Regions from separate parts of the Hordeum vulgare genome. Here region 2 is linked to region 1. Evidence: chromatin contacts called from public Hi-C data. All regions are on one chromosome and are shown on one strand. Each heading gives the region's core, a stretch centred on a gene start, on an enhancer-like site or on the middle of the called end of the contact. The rest is flanking DNA. Distances are from core to core; before and after follow the strand shown. Region 1 holds the start of LOC123445215 (E3 ubiquitin-protein ligase UPL4). Region 2 holds the start of LOC123445230 (nuclear transcription factor Y subunit B-3-like).

Region 1 (7,152 bases), core at 2,587-5,086:
CTAGTCTTAAAACACGGACACCTAGAAGTATGAACTGTGATATGCTGTGCATTTATTGAATTTTTTTTTAAGTATCAGTGGGTATGTATGAAATAATTGTCAGACCATGTACTATGGCAGTAAAGGAAAGCTATAAATATAAGCAAGTAGTACTCAACCAAAGAGCCTATTCATATTTCAATATATATCCCAATTCTTTCATGTTTCTCAAGATTGCAAACAGAATAATACCTCTGATGAAGGAGAAGATTCCGGGCTGGAATCTCTTTCCTGGGGATCATCTTCAGCATATTTGCTCTCGAAAGCAACACTACTAGGTGACGACTCAGTATTCTGATCACTTGTGCCTGTGCTGACTTTGGGCCACAAGAATTGTTCAATAGAATCCAAGGAAGAAGAGATTTCCAAATTCACAGCATTATCATAGCTTGATAATTTTGTATCATCTTCATCCTTCTTGAAACATACTCGGATACATGGACTAATTGTTGAGTGACGAATAGGGATATCAGAAACATTGCTCCTTGGCTTGAAATTGTGACTCATTATCACTGGGAAGTTGTCAAGAGAAGTAAGCGCATTCTGCAGTTTCCTTACAAGTAATGTCAAGAGCATATCACCCCAACCTTGCTCCATTCTTGAAAAACAAATCCGTGCAAATGACTGAAATCTTTTCAGCACAGCGCAAAAATGGTCAGCATTGTAATCTTTAAGATTGTCATCCACCTGGAGGTATTTGCCGTTAGACAGGTAATTTAACAAAGATTTGACCAGTCCACTCTCAAGGAATTCAAACGTCGTCATTGTTTCTCCTCCGTGAAGCTCCATCAACACCTCACTCAGAATGGTAGACAAGTGTTCTTCATTTTGAAGACTGTCTTGGTTTAATGACTTGTCAGCAGAGTCATTCAGAACTGCACAGCAAGTTTTGAGCTTCTGCAATATCTCTGTCAACCCCATCTCCGAATTCACTGCTTCAGCTGTAAAGTAAGTTGTCTTCACATGCCTCGCAAAATTAGGAAGGTTCCCCTGCCCAATCCTACAAGCCCTTGTTTCGGTAGACTCAGATATGCGGGAATCAAATGCATAGCAGAAACATGTAGGTTTATTTCTCATAACAGGTTGGTTCTCTAACTGTTGAGTGTCATCAGAGAGAGGAGGACTAGACTTTGAGCAATCCTCTTGCATAAGAAGAGCCTCTACTGCATAGACAACGCCTTCTTTGATAAAAGATCCAAGGTAAGCATCTGGAAGCTTTTGCATGAGAATCTCAATAATCTTCAGTGATGAGATTAGCACATGATGATCCTTCCGGGACAATAAACCAGCCAAGAAGCTGACACATAAATCACAGAAGTGACATATTCGTTAAGACTCGGCAAATTAGCACAAGTTCAGTGAAAATGTCTATTGATTGTTATGCAGAATGCAGCTCTTCGTTTGCAGGTCATGCTTACCTTGATATGTTTGTTTCCTTGAGCAACTCTTGAAGCATTTCAGGTTTACTGAAGTAACAGATGTTATTTACAATTGAAGAACAGCCATAGCAAATGTATGAGTTTGCACCAGAGTTGACTGCCTGCACAAAACAACACTCATTTCATATTTCAGAGCACGAGCAACATTATGAGTCGTTAGTTAATTATTATGAACAGACCTTGATCAAGATTGGAAGAACGTCAGCAGAGAACTGACACAAGAACCCTGGTTCATCTACTAATATTTTTTCTTTCGCGAGTACTATATAGGTGTCCTCAACATCTCTTGCCGCAGAAGGAATAAGCTGGATTGCTAATTTCAGAGCTTCATTAACCTGATTGGATGAAGAATTAAATTATCAAATCACTAGATGACAGCTAGTGTGAACTTCAGGGCTGCATGTTGGTGTAGAAAGAAGGATCAAGGGATGTGATCAGACAAGTTCTACCATTATGGTTACTTATTTACTGATCAGTGCAGATACTATTTCGCTTGTTTAGAAGAGGAAAGTAGTGTTTACAACAAAAGTTAAGTCACAAAGACATGATAAGATAAATTCACAATAATGGCAACGTAGCTTATAAGATTTCTAGTAAATACACTGATCAAATCAGCTTAGTGCATGTGTTACTACTGACTAGTAACTGCAGTCTGCTCATGTAGGTTATGGACCACCTGATGCCGACATTACCAAAAGCAAAACTATAGAGATATGGCCTGGCAGTAAAGAAGCTATTAAGCAAACAACCTGGTTATTTTGGTTTTCCGAAGGCAGGTATGGCATCCCATGGGAGAGATCTGAACTGACCAAAATCCCCCTTATGGTGCTACCAACATTCAACTCAAAGAGAGACTTCACTGCCACAAGTGAATTACAGGCTAGCTTAGCCAGGAGCCCGATCAAGTTCTGCAATCACACCAAACCACGATCAACTCCCTCAATACATACCAAGGATAAATATAGAATGTCTAGGGGGAGCATACACTGCAAGTTGATGGGTTAAGGGAAGTGAGTCCGCTGGCATTGATCAAAGGAAGGACCTTCTCTACCAGGCCCTGGTGACATAGCTGGTCAAGAAGCTCCACTGAACCACTGAAAGAGTCTACAATGCTTATCAGGCAAGTTGCAACCTTTTCCACAACCTGTGATATTATATCACCTGAAACATTAGCAGAGCACTATGTACATGCCTAACACAAGCAAGCTCGGATAAATTAGTGGGCAACAATACCATCTTGTCCTCAGACTGCAGTAAATTACACAGCATTGGGGTCGAGTCCATGACAAACTGGGAGCAATCTGCAGGGACCTTCTTGCAGGCATTTGCAACAGCTGAGACAGCAACCCTCTGAACCATGCAAGCACGCATCCAGTTAGAGAATGCAGTAGAATTTCAGCAGCAAAGATGGAGTTGCTGCAATTCTAACCTGAATACTTGCAGCGAAGAAGTCAATGTATGTGAGCACGGCGGTTATCATGCCAGCCTGCAAGCACTGCGCGGGCTGCCTCAGCGATATCTTCTCGAACGCCTGCAAGCACTGCTCATACAGAAAGAAGCGTGGCTGATCACATAAAAAGCGGCTTGATTCAGGTCAATGTGATGGTCTGGCTGGGTTTGCAGAGCGGCCCCGTTACCTGCTCCGCCACATCAAGGTACTCGATCGCGAGGAGGCGGGAGCAGAGCACGGGGAGCAGGCCGTGGCGGACGACGGCGTCGGCGGCGCGCGGCATGGCGTCGCAGAGGTAGGTGATGGCGCGCACGGCGAGCAGCATCTCGTCGGGGCTGGCGACGTCGGCGCCGGCCAGGCGCACGAGCGCCCGCGCGGCGGACTCGACGGGGAAGTAGCCCCCGGCGTCCTCGGTGCAGAAGGAGAGCGCCTCGCAGAGCTCCGTGAGCGACGCGAGCAGCGCGCCTCCCCCGGCGCCCTCCGAGGCGACGGCCGCCACCATCCGTCGGAACTTGCTGGCCCCGGGGCCCGACCCCCCGTCCCCGTCCGACTCGCACGACGACCCCCCGTCGCCGTCGTCTCCGTCCACATCGGCATCGCCATCGGCATCGCCATCGCCTTCGGCGGGGTGGCCAGACGACGAGGTGTCCATGTCGGAGGCGGCCTGCTCCGGCGGCGCGGCGGCGGCGGAGGTGGAGGGCTCGGCGGTGCAGGGGCGCTTATCGGCGGGGGGCTCGGCCTCGCCGGAGCCCCCGGGGTCGGAGTCGGGGCGCTTCCGGCAGCGATCCATCGGCGCTTACCTGAGACAGACTCCTCGGCCAGCACAGCACCAGTCCTCGCTGCCAGCAACACGATCGATCGGAGGGGGGGTGGAATCGGGGGGATACGGGAGACGTGCGGGGTGGGGGTGGGGGTGGGGTGGAGTTTTTAGCCTGGTTTACCCCTTCTTCTCTATCTGCGCGATGGATCGGGTTTAAAATCCGGGAGATTTTTAACCGATTTGGTGCGGTTTGTGGGGGAGATTCCGCGTGTTTATCTGGGACTGGGACTGGGACTGGGACTGGGAGTTGGGGTGCTCTGCACCGGCACCGCCATTGTGTGCGGGAGGAGGGGGGGGGGGGGGGGGGGGGGGGTGGGTGGAGGGCGAGGGCGAGGGCAGTAATGGAAGGAACGGCGCGGCCTGGCCTGGACTTGCGGTTTGGGGTTTGCTTTTGGACTTTTGGTGTAGCGCCGGTGTCGTCCATTGGCGGGGGCGAGGCTTACCTGGGAAGGCACTGCCCGTGCGTCCTTTGTTAATTGCGGGTTACGTGGAGGGCGGATGGATAAGGACGGCGTCTCATTTTGTTTTCTGTTTTTTTTAGCCGATCTGATTTGTTTTTTTACACCCTGTTTGAAACCATCCAGATTATATAATCTAGTTTTGATAATCTAATATGTCTTCAAACAGGATAAACTATGGTATAGATTATAAAAAACTAGATAGACAGATTATTAAAAACTCATAATCTACTCTATACCAACCAAATTCAGATTATGGATTGCTAATGATCCATTACCCTTGTAAAGTTGGAGATAATTACATTCCTACCACCATCACCCTTCTCTTTTTAAAAAAAAACAGAGGACAGACAAGTCATTATGTAATGTAAAACCTGCATGGCAATTATAAAATTTGGCCTCCAAATATGTCCACCTAGATTATTTTTATAAACCAGATTATATAATTTATCTTCATATTTCAGATTATTATAATCTATTGTGGTTCCAAACATGACCTTAAAAGGAGATTTCATTAGAGCATCTCTAGCCGCTATATAGGTCGGCCGCAAACATGACCCGAACATGTACCATATATCCAGCCGGCTCGTAAAAAGTTTTACGACGAGCTTTAAAAAAGGAAACAATGTGGTTCAACCGACCGATTTCCACCCCATCATCCGCCCACTGTTCCACGCGACGACGTGTCTTGCATTGGGCCACCAACCACTATAGCAAGTGGTTTCTTTTTCCTCATCCCCGCAAGCAAATGGATTTTTTGTAGGGTACACCACTGGTGTATCAAGCTTTATAGAAGGCAGGAAATATGCATAAGAGATTACAAGCAGCTAGTTAACGATCACACACTGATCATAACCAGCATAACCCCCCCGCCTCCTCCTCCACTCATACGACAAACTACTCAGCTAATGGAGTGACTCCAAAAGCTCCACTCTGGCCCAAGAACGCAATTCATCGAAGATTAGGTCGGTCATGCCCCAGCCATTCTTAATTTGGTTCCTGCCAAACACCCTACCATTGTGTTGCTTCCAAATGGTCCAACACATGAGTATGACAAAGGTGTCAAAACTTCTACGCGTAGGCTTGGTGATAGCTTCCTGGCCGTCAACCACCATTTAACCAAGGTGTCGTGTGGGAGTGGTACATAAAGACCCGCAAGACCCATCCTGATGAAACTAATGTGCCAAACTTGCCGAGCAAAAATGCACTGCACGTGGATGTGTTCAACTGCATCCTCCTCCTGGTCGCACAAATAACACGGGGAGTTGTGTTCTTCCAAACCATGGCGGACCCTTCTATCAGCAGTCCACAAGCAGTGTTGTACTGCCAGCCACATTAAGATCTTGCTCGCAAGCGGATGATGTCTACTACACAACCTTCTCCTTGTAGACGTTGTTGGGCCTCCAAGTGCAGAGGTTTGTAGAACAGTATCAATTTTCCCTCAAGTGGGTGACCTAAGGTTTATCAATCCACGGGAGGCGTAGGATGAAGATGGTCTCCCTCAAGCAACCCTGCAACCAAATAACAAAGAGTCTCTTGTGTCCCCAACACACCCAATACAATGGTAAGTTGTATAGGTGCACTAGTTCGGCGAAGAGATGGTGAAACAAGTGCAATATGGATGGTAGATATAGGTTTTTGTAATCTGAAATTACAAAAACAGCAAGGTAACTAGTAACAAAAGTGAGCACGAACGGTATTGCAATGCGTGGAAACAAGGCCTAGGGTTCATACTTTTACTAGTGGAAGTTCTCTCAACAATGATAACATAATTGGATCATATAACTAGCCCTCAACATGCAACAAAGAGTCACTCCAAAGTCACTAATAGCGGAGAACAAACGAAGAGATTATTGTCGGGTACGAAACCACCATAAAGTTATTCATTCTGATCGATCTATTATAGAGTTCATACTAGAATAACACCTTAAGATACATATCAACCAAGACCCTAATGTCACCTAGATACTCGATTGTCACCTCAAGTATCCGTGGGCATGATTATACGATATGCATCACACAATCTTAGAATCATCTATTCAATCCAACACACAGAACTTCAAAGAGTGCCCCAAAGTTTCTACCGGAGAGTCAAAACGTGTGCCAACCCCTATGCATAGGTTCCCAATGTCACAAACCCGCAAGTTGATCACCAAAACATACATCGAGTACTCACATGAATCCACATGTGCCAACCCATATGCATAGGTTCCCAATTGTCACAAACCCGCAAGTTGATCACAGCAGATAGACACGTGCAAGACATACATCAAGTGTTCTCAAAGACTCAATCCAATAAGATAACTTCAAAGGGGAAACTCAATTCATTACAAGAAGGGAGAGGGGGAATAACATCATAAGATCCAACTATAGTAGCAAAGCCCATGGTACATCGAGATCAAGACATCTCAAGAACACGAGAGAGAGAGATCAAACACATAGCTACTAGTACATACCCTCAGCCCCGAGGGAGAACTACTCCCTCCTCGTCATGGAGATCGCCGGGATGATGAAGATGGCCACCGGAGATGGATTCCCCCTCCGGCAGGGTGCCGGAACGGGCTCCAGATTGTTTTCGGTGGCTACAGAGGCTTGCGGCGGCGGAACTACCGGTCTAGGTTTCTTTCTGGGTGTTTCTGAATTTATAGGAATTTATGGCGGTGGAATTGCGTCAGTTGGGCCCACGAGGAGGTCACAAGCCCGCACGGTGCGACCAGGGGGGTAGGTCGTGCCCCATGGGCTTGTGACTCCCTTGTGGCTCTTCTGGCCTTCTTCCAAAGCTTCGGGGGTCTCTTTTGGTCCAAAAAAATCATCGTAAAGTTTCATTCCATTTGGAATCCGTCTGAAAAATGGTCAAAAACACGGAAAAAACAGAAACTGGCACTTGGCACTGAGTTAATAGGTTAGTCCCAAAAAAGATATAAAATAGCATATTCATGCATATAA
Region 2 (7,152 bases), core at 1,462-3,961, 150 kb before region 1:
CAAGAGGCGACTCACATGCATCAACCATTACTATTTTCTGCTAGACACATGCTAAACATCAAGTCCAGGCCATATTATGCAACCGACTAAAACATTGTCAAGCATATTTAAGATAATCACCTGAGGTTGCATATAAACCATTCCTGGATTGTATGCTACTTGTTGGCCCATCTATAAAGAACGCACATAGCTCAGTTTTTCAGCAATATTATAAAATAAACAAGAAAACAGGCATACTAACCCCTTGCGCACTTGCTCCTCCATGAGGACCAAGTGCATCCTTTTTAACAGAGACGTCGCCAGACTTCCCAGCTAGCTTACTATCACCCTGTTAAGTATTGACAGAAGAGATGACTAGATGAGTCATATTTGTCACCCCTCTCATTTGTATAGGAATTATTGTACAATTAATAAATCATGAATCCTATCAATATCCTACCCCTAGTAAAAAGTACTCCCTCCATTTTTATTTACTTCGCATATTAGCTTTGTCTTGAGTCAAACTTTCTAAACTTTGACCAAGTTTATACAGAAAAATATTAGCATCCACAATACATTAATATTTTTACCGTGAAAGCTTAGATTGTTTTTGATAAACTTGGTCAAATTTTATAAAGTTTGACTTAGGTCAAAACTAATATGCAGAGTAAAGAAAAGCGGAGGGAGTATCTACTAGTTAAAGAAGCACCGTGGGGAACAAAAGAACCAATCAGTAAGAGAAGACAACAGAACAACCATAAAATGGTCAACACAGTGGGGAAGCTTGCGAAATTCTCCTTAATTAGTCTGTGTTACATATGCAGCCTTTTTGTTCTGTTGGTAACCTAGAAACGATGCATACAGATAATGTAATTACAAAACTAATAATTAAATCAGCCTAATTAGGTTATACAAATATCCTAGTACATCTATTATTAACAAGATATCTTCACAGTTCAGAACCAACGCATTATTGGCTTCCATGATGGACTATATGCCTTCAAGTTTTCAACATGGTCAGTTGAAATGTGCACAAATGATATAAGTACGATATAGACAGGATGGGATAGCTCAAAATCTCAAATGATCAATTTCCAGTGATTCCAATTTCCATTAAGAATTAATAGTCAGAAAACTTTGTGGCTAAATGGCAAAGAACACATAAAACTACATAGGAGGAATCCATACAAGGATGGAATACATTTTTAACTTATACAACAAATTTAATATACACATACCTCCGTCTGCAATCAGAAATAGCCATCCACCAAACAGATGAAAAACAAGATAAGTCATGTCAGATGGATAAACTGGAGTAACAAACGGATGATAAAAGTATACAGTGAGCAATGACCATGCATAAGCTCTAAGCTGTGTTAAGAAGTATTAGATGCACATCAGGTCTTTACTCTTTAAGCTAGATTACGCACGGCTTATTTACTTGTAAGTATGATGCATAGCTTTAAGCAAGGAATTTTTTTAACAAATTCTGAACTTCTCTTATAAATTTTATTAATCTACTAAATACAGTAGCTACTAACCCGGATCAAATAGCTGGGGCCTGCACAAGAGAAGGTAGTGTACGCATGCTTGTCTCAGTTGAATAAAAGACTTCATTTTTAATAATGGATTCCGGAGACAATTCTTAGTGCTTCAAATCATTCAGTTATCTGAATTAACAGTACAAAAAAGGATGACAGTAATTGGAAGGATAAAGCAACACTTGTTCTAAGGACAATAAGCTGATTGGTTCCAGGCAGTTGTGGGGTCTCATCAGTCACCAAGCTGAACAAGGGACTTTTTAGTTGGGACTAAAAAAAGTCCTGGGACTTCTGAAACAAACAGGGCCTAAGACTAAACCAAGGTGCCAAACAGAGCTGGCAGCAACATATTAAACCAGCGAGGGGCCTACCGAACTCCCAAAGCACTAATCCATTCCCAATTAGTTGAGAAAAGCTGCCACATGACTAAATAGGCACGCACCTCTCTGTACTTCTGCAGATAAACCTTGAGGGGCTCGATGTACTCCTCAAACCCGAGCGTGGCCATCGCCCAGAGCAGGTCGTCGCCGTTGATGGTCTTGCGCTTCTCCCTCTGGCACTTGTCGCTGGCCCTGCAGTACCAGTACAGGCAGAACAATATACAAGGACAGGTCAGCAGCAGACGACACCTGGTTCATTCGGGCAGGCGGAACAGAGCAGGGGGGGCACTCACTCGCTGGTGATGAAGGAGATGAACTCGGAGACGCACTCCTGCACGGTCTCCTTGGCGTCCTTGGCGATCTTGCCGTTGGCCGGGATGGCCTTCTTCATGATGCGGCTGATGTTGGCGATGGGCAGGAACCTGTCCTGCTCCCTGACGCCGCCATATCCGCCGCCGCCGCCGTCGTCGCTGCCCACCCCTCCCCCTCCTCCCCCGTTCCCGCCGCCCGGGGGGCTCGCCGGCGCGTCCGACATCCGGCCCTCCTCCTGCAGCACAACAGCCCCGCCAGATCCATCAGCGCGCCGGCGCGCCAAACCCTAGCTGGCCCCCGTCTTGCAGAGGAGCGCGCGGGAGGGGAGGAGGGGGAGGGAGGCGTACCTTATATAGACGAGCGCGTGGAGTGAAGGTGGTGGAGGGGGGGAATGGAGGTGCGGTGAGGGCGGCGAGTGGGGGGAGATCCGACGCTGGAGAAGAGAAGGCGGCGCAGGCGGGTGCGATTCGTTTGGGGGCGGGGCGTCCACTATCCGGGCCGTTCGTCGGAGCGCTATAAATAGCCGCCCGCGGGGCCGAGGGTGCGGGATGGCCGGCGCGCCGTGGGCCCGGTGCAGGACGGGATGCACTTGGCACATGGTGTTTTCCACGTGTTGAGAGGTGGTGTGATTCTTTATTCGTCGAGGGTTTATGCGTGATTTGTTGGAGAAGCTTTACACTCAACCGGCTGGAAAACGCGCCGCTTCGAGCGTGCCTCGCGCTCCTTGGGCCCCACCCACCGCTTCATCCGGTCACCTTTTTTTTCTTCGTTAGAAATTTTGCTCCGTATGTAGTCCACTAATATATAGACATATTTTAGTATGTAGACATATTTTAGAGTGTACATTCAATCATTTTGTTCTATATGTAGTCCACTAGTGAAATCTCTACAAAGACTTATATTTAGGAACGGAGGGAGTAGAAATTTCTCGGTCACATGTCTTGTCTCCTGAGCCGACCCATCTACTATCTTCTGTCTCTCCTTTATCTTTCATCTTCACGAATACGTCACCACCTTCTAATCTCATAGCCCTTGCTGTAAATAGGAAGAAACAAATTGGACACAAGCCACCGGGCACCGTTGTTGCAAGGGGAAACGAGGGACCACACATGTTGCAAGGCTGTTAGCCCGCGCTTGCTAGTGCGTTTGTCGCCCACCACAATGATGCAAGGATCGTGGTCGGCGTTGCAAAGGGTAGCTGTCACCTGTTGTCGATGCTCTCATGGATGGCACGAATTTAGTTGACGTTTCTGAAACATCATCGATGTCGCGGTTGCAACATCGCAAGGATGTTACCAAGCTGAAGGCGACCGTTACATGGTCCATGTAGCGTTTGCAACATGATCGAAGCAACTCTGTCAAGGAATTGTCGTAGCATTTTCAATGATGAAGATGGTAAGTATGGAGTGTCAAACCTACAAGGAGCTACAATTGAGATGAATATTCTCTCAGGTCCTATCTGCCATTTATACAACCCTACGTACATCGAGTGTTTCTTTATCTAGAAACACACACAAAAACTACGTTACAGGTATAAAGAGGTAGCTTTGCAAGATAACAAAGACGTAAACATAAAAAATTGGGTTTCCAGCTCAAGTTAGGAGCATGTCTCCTTGTTGGTTTCCATGTGCATTTGTGCAACCACTCCTTTATCTTGACCACTGAATTGTAAACATCTTCGGATGCAGACTGTTCGATCAGATTCACCGGGGTGTGGTTATTTCCCCTCCCATATAAATGCAACGTCGCCCCCTTTTGTTTTTCGGTTGTACACTTCATCTCTTCCATCGAACCCCTCACCACTGAAGCTCCACCTCGAGCTCGACAATGCCAACCAACTTCGTCGCTTCGCTATCAGAAAGGGGTCGTCAGAGTCATTAAACGCCGTCGTGGTCCATCTATCTCGTTACGCCGTCGTAGTCGTTGCACGTCACCAAGTTAGGGTACATGCATCTTGAACTCGTGCTTCTCTCATTATTGTTTGAGTTCATCCATCGTAATTTCTCGTGATTTCATCATACTTTTCAGATCTGCTATCCTTAGGTAAAATTATTGGATGCGGTTTGTAGTTATTCCTCGCACCGATTCTTTAGATCTATGGTTTGGTTTATGTCTCCACCAAATGCAAAGCATAATGTTTATCCTAGTGAATCTATTCGGGCGCACTAGTTTTAAATTTATGGTTTTCATTCGACCAAAACATTTGTCGTGCACACTCGTAACTCTACCCACAGTTTCCCTTGCATCTATCTTTATTCACAGGAAAATGAGCTTTGTCGAAGATTCTCCTCGGCTTATGGGTCAAAGGGACAAAGGTGATGATATTATGCTCGGAACTACAAACGAGTCAAAAGCAACAAATGTGCATGGCCCAATGGTGGGCCCATCAACTTATAAACAGAAGAGAAAGACTCAATATTATGATCAAAATGATGAAGAAAATGCTCCGATGAAAAAATGGGGTGGTCGCCAACCCTATAGCAATACGACTCAGTATATCTCCCATGACAAATATAACACAGTCGAAGGAAAAGACAGCCAGCGAAAATATAGGGGCATTCAATGGATTCGACGCCTCTGGGTTAATAAGTGGTTCAACTATGAGTTCATTCACCCTCGATATGCCGAGAACTTCGTGTTCCATCCACCATGGAGTGACTGTCGCGCTATTTCATTGCTGAAGAAGAATGGTCATGAAGTACGACCTCCTCCTCTGAATTCTGATGCTTCACAACTTCTAACGCCATCTTCCTTTCTCAATGAGTTGGCTAAGCGCACACGCAATGCTGAAATTCAGGCCGCGAGAAAGCAAAAAGAGGTTGCTCACAAACATGAAAATTGTCTGCTCATGGAAGAAGATATCTAAAAGAAAAAGGTTGCTGGTATGAATGAAAGATGCTCTAAGTGAAAACAAGACAAGAATGGGTTTGGCTCTTTGAAAAAGAAGCCCACCCCCAAGTGTATCATCATCCACAATACTATCGGATTCATTGACATGACAAGAATGGGTTTGGATCTTCGAAGAAGAAGCCTGCCCCCAAATGTATCATCATCCACAATAAAGAAAAAGGTTTCAATATTATAAGGAGTATCATTGTCTTCCTAATCATAACTATCATGACAAGTATTAGGCATAACAAAATCATCAAGTGTATCATCATCCACAATACTATCGGATTCATTCTCAACAATGATAGGAGAAACATTATTTGGGAGAGATACCTTTTTACCTCTACTTTTTATTCTTCTTCACCATGTCATGTGTGGGATTGGTCAATTTTTATAAGCTTTTTATTGATGAGATTGATTGGATAGGAAGCTCCTTCCTGTCACCTGTTTCATCACGAGAGACAATAGGAGGGAAAGTGGAAATCTTTACCCTTTCATTAGTATTCGTTTTATATTCTATTGCTTATCTCTCCTTTCTATAGTTGGCAATATAACCATTCTCATTGCAATTTACTATGCAAAACATATAGATTTTTTGTAGATTAGTTTCAGTATAGTCCGTAAATAGGAATGCTTCAAACCAACTATTTTTGTCTGACAATTATTCACACCCCAAAAATAAACAAAGTTCATTATAATGTTCAAGGGTGATCAAGTTATTACAATATTTGGTCATGATTCGATCATGAAAAAGTATGCATTGGAAATTAAGATGACCAACCCTATTGCAAAGTTCATAAGTAATGGGATGAAGAGAGCATAATTTTAGCAAATTCATCCATCACTTTAAATCGCCAATTGGTTTTATCATGTTTATGCTTCTTACAAAATCTATCATCCCTATAAAGCATGTTTTCACAAACTTTATGCACTCCACAAAAATTGGCATGCTTATAAGAAACATTTTTGTCATGACTGGTGCAATCATCATTAGTATTATTTATATTCATAGAATTCACCAAGAACATTGAAATCATGATTATAATTCAAGGCTTTAATGCCAAAAAAATTTATTGAATTCTTCTTCTAACACTTTGGCACAATTTTCTGATCCATCATTATCAAGAAAGACATCATAAAGATAAAGCATTTGGTGCAACTTAATTTACATTTTTATAGTTTTCTTTGATAAACCAAATTAATGATAAACAAGAAATTAAAAGATTCAATTGCAAGATCTAAATATATACCTTCAAGCACTCACCTCCTCGGCAATGGCGCCAGAAAAGAGCTTGATGTCTACTACACAAATTTATTCTTATAGACGTTATGGGCCCCCAAGTGCAGAGTTTTGTAGGACAACACCAAATTTCCCTCAAGTGGATGACATAAGGTTTATCAGTACACATGAATTGTAGGATGAAGATGGTATCTCTCAAACAACCCTGCAATCAGTACAATGAATCTCTTGTGCGCCCAACACACCCAATACAATGGCAAATTGCATAGGTGCACTAGTTGAGCAAAGAGATAATGATACAAGTGTAGTATGGTTAGTAGAAATAGTTTTTTATATCTGAATAAATAAAAACAACAAGGTAACTACTCACACATCATCGAAGGTGCAAAAAGGTTGAGGTAGAAGCCCTCCATGATTGATTCCCTCTCTGGCAGAGTACCGGTAGAGGCTTCTAGATAGGATCATAGAAGAACAAAGGCTTGCGGCGGCAGAATAATTGTTTTGGGTCATGCTCTGGTGGTTTTGGTATTTTAGGGATCTTATAGAAGTGGATGTAGGGCAAACAGAGTTACGAGGGGCCTAGAAGCTCAAGTGGCATGCCCCCTGGAGGCTTTCTGTTTGAGCTTGTGGCTCTCTTGTACATCTTCTGGTCTCCTCCTGATGCTTCCACGGTCCCTTCTGGTCCAGAAAAGTTGTCGTAAAGTTTCATCGCGTCTAGACTTTGTTCGATATTGCTTTTATGTGAAACAATAAAATAGGCAAAAACAAGAATTGACACTTGGCACTAGGTTAATAGGTTAGTTCACAAAAA

Evidence for each region. Hi-C and Micro-C count contacts between places; a contact is called where the count stands out from the background.
Region 2: a contact with region 1 is called in a Hi-C map of leaf, with 2.9 times the contacts expected there. The contact joins the promoter of LOC123445230 here to the promoter of LOC123445215 in region 1. A contact is called at or near these places in 4 of 6 Hi-C or Micro-C datasets (leaf, seedling and an unstated tissue) and 1 of 1 datasets of contacts at active chromatin or transcription factors (embryo).

The regions. Positions count from the first base shown.
Region 1 is chr1H:460,073,510-460,080,661 of MorexV3_pseudomolecules_assembly, reverse strand. LOC123445215 (E3 ubiquitin-protein ligase UPL4) reads right to left here and starts at 3,836. Exons shown (of 17, transcript XM_045122176.1): 1 at 3,116-3,836; 2 at 2,908-3,018; 3 at 2,712-2,828; 4 at 2,464-2,622; 5 at 2,228-2,386; 6 at 1,658-1,813; 7 at 1,458-1,579; 8 at 232-1,336. The coding sequence starts at 3,718.
Region 2 is chr1H:460,226,136-460,233,287 of MorexV3_pseudomolecules_assembly, reverse strand. It overlaps LOC123445230 (nuclear transcription factor Y subunit B-3-like), which reads right to left and starts at 2,711. Exons shown (of 7, transcript XM_045122202.1): 1 at 2,560-2,711; 2 at 2,194-2,447; 3 at 1,963-2,092; 4 at 1,218-1,223; 5 at 242-328. The coding sequence starts at 2,435.